Regions from separate parts of the Mus musculus genome. Here region 2 is linked to region 1. The links are chromatin contacts, called in public Hi-C maps. All regions are on one chromosome and are shown on one strand. Each heading gives the region's core, a stretch centred on a gene start, on an enhancer-like site or on the middle of the called end of the contact. The rest is flanking DNA. Distances are from core to core; before and after follow the strand shown. Region 1 overlaps Baiap2 (brain-specific angiogenesis inhibitor 1-associated protein 2). Region 2 overlaps Bahcc1 (BAH domain and coiled-coil containing 1).

Region 1 (3,559 bases), core at 461-2,960:
GGCTTCGCTGTGCTGCTGCCTGCTGCCTTAGGACCTTCTCCCAGGTCAGGCTGAAGCTGGTGATGCCATCCCAGGCTGGTATGTGGTCCAGGGCTCTAGCTGCACCCCCCTCAAGCTGGGGATTTTAAAGTCCTTCTAAGTGCACTGCTCTGATGCTCTGTCCCCTCCCCTTTTCATGGACCACCCCTAGGTGCAGAAGTGTGACCTGTGAGGTTACACTTATTCCTGGGGGTGCATAAGTAAATGGAAATCTTAAAAATAAGACGCCATGCTCTCCTAACTCAGGCTGTCAGACCCTGCTAATGAGGCCGGGCCCCACACCGGTGCCCTGTACCCCAGGGAGCTGAAAGCCTCTGTAAAGGTAGTGCGCAGCCTACAAACCCAGAAACTGCTGCTGGTGGGCTGGCTTCAGGCCTCAGTTTGGAAGGTGCTGTTCTCAGGGCAAGGAGACCCAGGGGGCCTTGTGGCCTGGTTTATGCTGATGTCCTAGGTGACCGTTCCAAGTGGTGCCTCTTTTCTGAAGTCCCAAGATAACGAAATGATGCAGATTATCACTGGCACCTTCTCTCTCCTGTCACAGCACCTCGGCTCTGCTTGTAAGACTCTGCTGCTGAGCCCTTTTGCCTGTTGTTGTCCTTGAGAAGTCTCTGGAAAGGGCAGTGGCGCAAGGGTCCACCCTAGCCTTCAGAACCTTGACTGTTCCTTAGCTGGCCACCAAGCTGAGACGTACGTGTGTGTGTGTACGTGTGTGTGTGTGTGTGTGTGTGTGTGTCCGTGTGTCCATCCCTGTGCCAGAGGAACAGGAGTCATAGGAGGAACTCTACTCACAGCCTAGTTCAGCCCTGAAGACCAGAGAGCCCCAGCACCAGACAGTTGATGCCTGGGATGGAATGAGTGGGATCCAAGAGGCCAGTGCTAAGCCCTATATGGTGACTGGCAGGTGTGCTCCTCTCCTGGAGAATAGCCCACTCCTTCCTGACCCAGAGTATGTCTGGTCTCATCCCACCACTCTTCTCTAAAGCTTGGGAAGGAGCTCACACCCAGGCTGAGCCTCCTCCAAGACTCCCTGGAGTCCTCCCAGCACAGCTCCTGTGGGGGCAACAAGACTCGTGCCCCACCCCCTACTTCCCAGAGGACCCTGGAGTGCAGGGGAGGTTCAGGGAGCAGGAAGCCCTGGTAGGCGCATGTTGCATAACCGAAGGAAAAGTACTTGACGCTGTGGAGGAGAGAGAAGAGAGAAGAGGATCAGAGAGGGAGGAGGGAACGCGCCCCCCCCGCCCCCCCCCATCACAGCAGCAGAACCCACTGTCAGGCTGGAACACCACTCTCACCTGCTATTTTGACTTCTCTTGTTACAATAACTGTCTTGAGTCCCACCTGGCAGACCTTATGGCTGGGCCCTGCTGCCGCTTGAGAGGACCAAGACCTATTCTCAGGCCTTCTCAGACTGGTCCTGTCAGTGGGGAGGGCAGGAGTTTAGTGTGGGGCTGCAGGGCAGAAGCAGCAATCTGTGTAGGTTTGGTGGCAAGGGTGTGAGTATGGCAGGCCTTGACCTTGGAGAGATTGGTGCTGGCTGGTAGGCAGAGTTGGCACCGATAGCCTCGGTGGAGACCAGCCCCCACCCAGCTGGGCTTCCCCCTCTTCTGTCCCTCCAGCTGAGCCTTGTGTGGGGAGATGCTAAGGGAACAGCCTGCTCCAACCCCCTCTGCCGCCCACAGCTCAGCCGCCCACCCACGCTGAGTCAGAGCTCCGCCGAGGTGGCTGTGAGTCAGCTGTGAGCACCCTGGCAGCTCAGGCCTGCCCCCTGCTGGAAGACAGTCGCCTTAGGAAGCGCTTCTGCAACAGCTGCTCCAGGCTGGTGGGAGTTCAGCCTAAGAGGGGTGGGCGCAAGAGATGCACTAGAGAGGCGTCTGCGTATACCTGGGTGTAAATAGACCCTTCCTTGACACTTGGGCAGTTTGATTATCATAGTAAGGTTTAGCTATGAAACCAAGTTCCACACACATTCTTATAGCATAGCTCTGTCCAGTGGTTTCTGTTGGTGTGGATGGCTTCTATCTATTGATTGAGGCTTTCTTTCAAATTGTAAACTACATATAACTGATACAAGTCACTGCCACGGACCACCCCAGCCAAGTATGGGGGTCCCTAGGATGTGGGTTCTCTAGGCAGGTGGATAAGGATTCAGCAGTGACAAACAGAAACAAACACAGAGGCAGGAGCATTCTCTTAGGTTGGTTGGTTTTAAAATGGCAAGATCTCAGGGATTCTAGGTGAGCCTCATTCTCTATATCGCTGAGGAGACCCTCAGGAGTGCTGGGAATGCTGGTGTGCAGCACACACCTCTGTGCCAGGCTGAGGTGGAGCCCAGGGCATCTCCTGTGCTATGCAGGCGCCTACCACTGAGCTATACACTTCCAGTTGGAACGTCTGTCTTCATGGTATGTGTCAGCACATCCACCCATCCCCAAAATCCCTTTATCTTTACAGTTTGTGACTATCCCCACTAAATGTCAACTGCCAAATGTCACCTGATACCACCTTCTCCCTGGTCCCTGTGAAGTTGACATCCCTGGACTCTCTGAATTCCCCTACCCCTCTGTCTTGGCACATTCAGAATAGATAGTCAGGTCTGGAGGTTGCACTGGTCCTGGGCTTTTTGACAAGAACCTTCCTGGGTAGGTTATGTTTCCCCCAGGAAGCTCAAGAGTAGTTGGGACAAGACCGCTGTTGGTGGCCAGAGAAGTACCTGTGACCTCAGGGGCTTCAAAGGGATTGCGTCTTTAGATGGGGCTTGGGGAAAGCAGTGCTCTCAGAATCCTATGGAATCATTTGACCACATATCTCTCTTGAGCCCAGAGTATCTTGAGGATTGAGGGGGCTCCCAAGGCCACCCAGATTGGATGCCCAGGTGAAACCCAGATAACCCAGATGAAAAGGCGAGGGATAGGTCATTTTTCAGTTCATGCTCTATGGTGAAGACCCCTCACCAGGCACATGCTATCCCAGGGATAGTGATCCATATGTCTTTGATGAAGGCCTCTCTTCACCTGCATATGATATTCATGAAACAATCTAAGGCTTGCTCACCTGTTCCGCTCTCCACATCCTCAGTGGTGGGTGCCCATGCTCTCTCTCCAGCAGCAGGCTTCCCTGGGTCTCCTCAGTCAGTATCTCTTGAGACCATTCTATAGCTGCTGGAGCTACGACTCTGAGGCAAAAGAAACTGTAGGTGACAGGAGCCTCAGTAGAGCCAGGGCATGGGAGCGTACTGCAGGAGCCCCCCCCCCTCTTACGCTGACATTTCTATGCTTCATGGAGCTGAAGCCTGGAAGGGATGGCCTGCCACTGGTACCTTTCCTTCCCCTTCTCAGGAAGAAGTCCAAGGAATGCTGGGATTGATGGCACACGCTTGTAATGCCAGCATAACAGGCAGAGACAGGAAGATTACCTCATGCTCAGGGCATAACTAAGACTTATAGTTCAAAGCTAGCCTGCCTACATGGAGGCTCAAAGATAGATTTGTATGGGGACTGGGGGATGGCTCAGTGGATAAAGC
Region 2 (3,559 bases), core at 670-3,169, 270 kb after region 1:
ACAGTGGTCTCTGGAGCCCTGTTGGGACCTCCAGGCCTCTCCCGGGCTTTTCCCAGAATACAACTCACCTTGTCCAGACGTCTGAGGTCTGCTTTGCACTTTGGTCTTATAACTTGGAAGGTGGCCCTGGGTCCCCAACATCCCTGGCCTGGTCATTACTTGTGTTCCTTCGACTGTGCATCCCCCTTGGTGCAGGAAGGGTTAACCCCCCTCCCTGGCTGGCACGCGGGAGGTAATTGCAGTTGGCAGCGGGCACATAGAGCTCTCGCTCCTGGCACCAGGCACTGCTGTAACTCAATGACTGCTGCGCTCAGGCGTCGTGTTTACAGAGCGCAGTGGACCCACACACGGTGCACAGCCCGCCCGTGTTCTAGGCTGAGAGATTAGCACCCGGCACTGCTGGAAGCCTGAGAAACCTCTCTTTGTGCAACAAGAAGGGGCTGTTTTCCAAACAGGACAGGTGACAAGTGAGGGACAGTTGTTCGAGTAGTCTGGTCTTTGGGCTCTGCTCAGAGCACACATGTTGGGCAGGTGATAAGAAGCAGCTCTCTCCTGGGTGGAGGGTAGGCCAGCCGGGTCTTGAGAACCAAACCAGCAGAGTGGGGTCTTCATCCCAGACCCATCTGTGATGCTTTCTACCTCTGCCTTCTCAGCAGAGTCCTGGGTGGATACTGGGTCGGCAGAGCTGGGCCCTAGTAAGAGACTCCCTGGCCAGCTGTGGGTGGCCCCAGGCCCCGCAGGAAACACTTGCTCTCTATTCTCCGACCAGCCTTTTGTGTCTGCTGGGCATCTCCTAGCTGGTCACAGCATCTGGCTCCCGGGATGTTTGCAGGAAGGGATGAGGGTGGCCAAGCAGGAAGAACGGGCAATGGAGGCTTTTCAAGAAGAGCTGCATCCCCTGGACGGACCATAGGCGCACTGGGATACCCAGGCCACCTGACCTGACTTCTGTCCTCATAATCGGCAGTGGCCCGTCAGTGCCCAGGAATGTCTGTCCACCTCCTACTCAGTAGGCACACATGCCTGCTTCCTGTCCATCCTACCCCAGGAGACACCACCAGCAAGAAGGGCAGTTTGTGGGTGGCACCACCTGCCCTAGAGTCCAGTCCTGTTCCCTATTGGGCCACTCTTTCCAGAGGGTGAGTGGAGGCCTGCTGGTGACACCCATAACCATTTACTTCCCCTTGTGTCAACGGTTGTCTGGTAAAATTGCTTATGACCCACCCTAAGCGCCCTCAAACCTCAGACCCCACTTGAGGGCCAGCCTCTGCAGGTCCTGTTTCCAAGGCCAAGCCCCAAGGATGCCCACTTGGCTGGTGAAAGCCAGTATCCAGGCAGTGCGCTGCGGAGAGTTCTCGGCTCTGTCCCCCATCCTGACTCGAGGCCTGGCTGTGTCACAAGGAGAGAGCTTTTGTCTCTGAGACCAGCTCCAAGGGCAGCAGGAGTCTCTTTGCCCGCTGCTGGGCACCCACTGTGGCAGGTGCAAGACAAAGTTCCCAGAGTCAGGTAGGGGAGGGCCATCCCGGGTGCATGCAGGACAAGAGGCAGGATGTTCAGGGCTCCACCCCGCAGAGCACAGGGCCCACTGGGGGCTGGAGACAGGCATGTGGAGAAGCAGTGGTCCCAAAGTGGAAAGTGCACACTTGCAACCTTCCCAGTCCCACGAGAGTGGCGGCAAGTCCACATCTGTCTGGAGTCATATGACAGCGCATACCTCTCAGGCCTGAGCCTCAGGTTACCTCTTCACCATCAGCTCCTCCCAACCCTAGGGTGTCCCCCCTCCTCCCCGCAGGGGTTCCCCCGTCTTCTACGTCTGCAGCCTTACTCCCTGACAGGCCACATGGTGCAGCCTGCTCTGTGCGGTAGAGGCCAGGGCGGGCGGGGTAGGAGCGAGTGGCAGTCTGGCTGGCTGCCCTGGCAGCGTGCCTGGCTGCTAGTCTGACGGGGTGCCAGCTGGCTCCACGTGCTGGGGCCTGTTTCTCGGCCATGTGTGTACAGGAGGGTGGGGGGCAAGGCAGGCAGGGGGCACGCGACAGGGCCAAAGAATGGGGGCCATCAGCATGGGGGCTTCCTGGGCAATAGGCCAGGAGGCCCAGCTTTAGCCTTCTCCTGCTCCCTTAAACCCCCTCTAGAATGGAGAGAGGCAGGGACTCTCTCAGCTTAGCTTGCTTGCTGCTGCCTTCTGCTTGAGCCTAGGGCAGGTAGGCCAGGCAGAGAGGGCTGACAGGGAGTGGCTAACTTCATGTGGGAGTTAGCGGTAGGTGCTCTCCTACTCTTTGACGGGGACTCTCAGGCAGCCAGAACACCCTCTCCTCACCATCTGTAAGGCAGCTGTAGAGCGGGGGATCAGGCTTCCTGTGTGCCTGGAACAGCTGGGGGTTCAAGGGATGCACCCTAGTGTTGGAGGAGCCGCCCTGGAACATCTGGCCCAGAGCAGGATCTGCTTGTTGAGCCCCAGGCCTTCTGGCCCCTTAGCTCACCCAAGATGATGTGTCTTGCCAGAAACGGACAGCAGGGCTTTGGGGTAGGGTGGACAGCAGAACTAGCCTGGGGCAGAGGTGAGTGGCTAGATGCCAACCTGGCCTGAGTGGACGGGGCTGGGGTGTGGCATGGCACAGCTGGCCCTATTGTCAGTAAGGGCCCCCCCCATCCGCCCCCCTGCCTGCTTGGGACCACCCACAGGGCAATGAAAGAAGATGCTGTTGCTAGGGGCTTGGGGATGGATACAGGAGCTTGGAGCTGACTCAGCCCTGCTGGTCCGTGGTCTCTTATGCCACCTGGAGGGGGAGCCATGGGTACACGTGCCAGCACTGGCTGCCTGCCTAGCCAGCTTCTGTGAAAGCCACACCCACCCTGGTGGCCACTTCTCCATCCATGTCTGGCTGCATTCCAGTGAGACAGGAGCCACCACCAAGTGTACCCTGCTCCTCCAGACCCCACACACTCCTTCGTTTCTCCAGCTGCCTGTCTCCCTCAGTACCTTAGGAGGCTCCAAAACTTACCACAGGGGCAAGCAAGCAGGGGCTGGAACATGTCCATCCAGGAGACAGGTCCTATCCCACATCCACCCTCATGGGTGGCCCATCAGACTCCATCCCCTGGTACTGCCCCCTAGTGGCTGCGCGTACCCTAACGCTATTTCTTCAGACCCTGGATGTCGCTCCCATTCTTTTTTCTATTCCATTTAGTTTTCTTGAAACAGACTTGCCATGTAACTCTGGCTGGCTCAGGACTTGCTATGAAGACGAATCTGGTTTCTAAATTGCAATGATCCCTTGATCTCTGCCTCCTCGTTGCCGCTGTGGGAATGAGCCATTGCACCCTGCAATCTCTCCTTTTTTTTAATTTTTTTTTTTTTAAGATTTATTTTTAATTATGTGTACGAATGGGTTTCTCTATGTGGGTACAGGTGCCCATGGAGCCCAGAAGAGGGCATTGGGTCTCCTGGAGCTAGGTGACAGGTAGTTGTGAGCCATCAGATACAGATGCTGGGAACAGAGCTTGAGTCCTCTGCAGGAGGGGCACACACACCTAACCGCCTGGGCCATCTGTGCACCTG

The links. A called contact is a pair of places that touch in the nucleus more often than the background predicts.
Region 2: a contact with region 1 is called in a Hi-C map of bone marrow-derived macrophages, with 2.3 times the contacts expected there. The contact joins two enhancer-like sites. A contact is called at or near these places in 1 of 39 promoter capture datasets (neural stem cells), 3 of 484 Hi-C or Micro-C datasets (bone marrow-derived macrophages and immediate neuronal precursor) and 1 of 115 datasets of contacts at active chromatin or transcription factors (pancreatic cancer cells).

The regions. Positions count from the first base shown.
Region 1 is chr11:119,989,726-119,993,284 of GRCm38.p6, forward strand. All of the region lies in intron 6 of Baiap2 (brain-specific angiogenesis inhibitor 1-associated protein 2), which reads left to right. Among named protein-coding and RNA genes, the nearest start is that of Mir3065, 23 kb to the right of the region's middle. Within about 2 kb of position 1,711, at least 154 of the 459 cell types and tissues checked have an H3K27ac peak or open chromatin away from gene starts, as enhancers often do. A contact at or near this core is called in bone marrow-derived macrophages, neural stem cells and pancreatic cancer cells, where this site is marked.
Region 2 is chr11:120,259,717-120,263,275 of GRCm38.p6, forward strand. All of the region lies in intron 3 of Bahcc1 (BAH domain and coiled-coil containing 1), which reads left to right. Among named protein-coding and RNA genes, the nearest start is that of Gm11772, 23 kb to the left of the region's middle. Within about 2 kb of position 1,920, at least 199 of the 459 cell types and tissues checked have an H3K27ac peak or open chromatin away from gene starts, as enhancers often do. A contact at or near this core is called in bone marrow-derived macrophages, neural stem cells and pancreatic cancer cells, where this site is marked.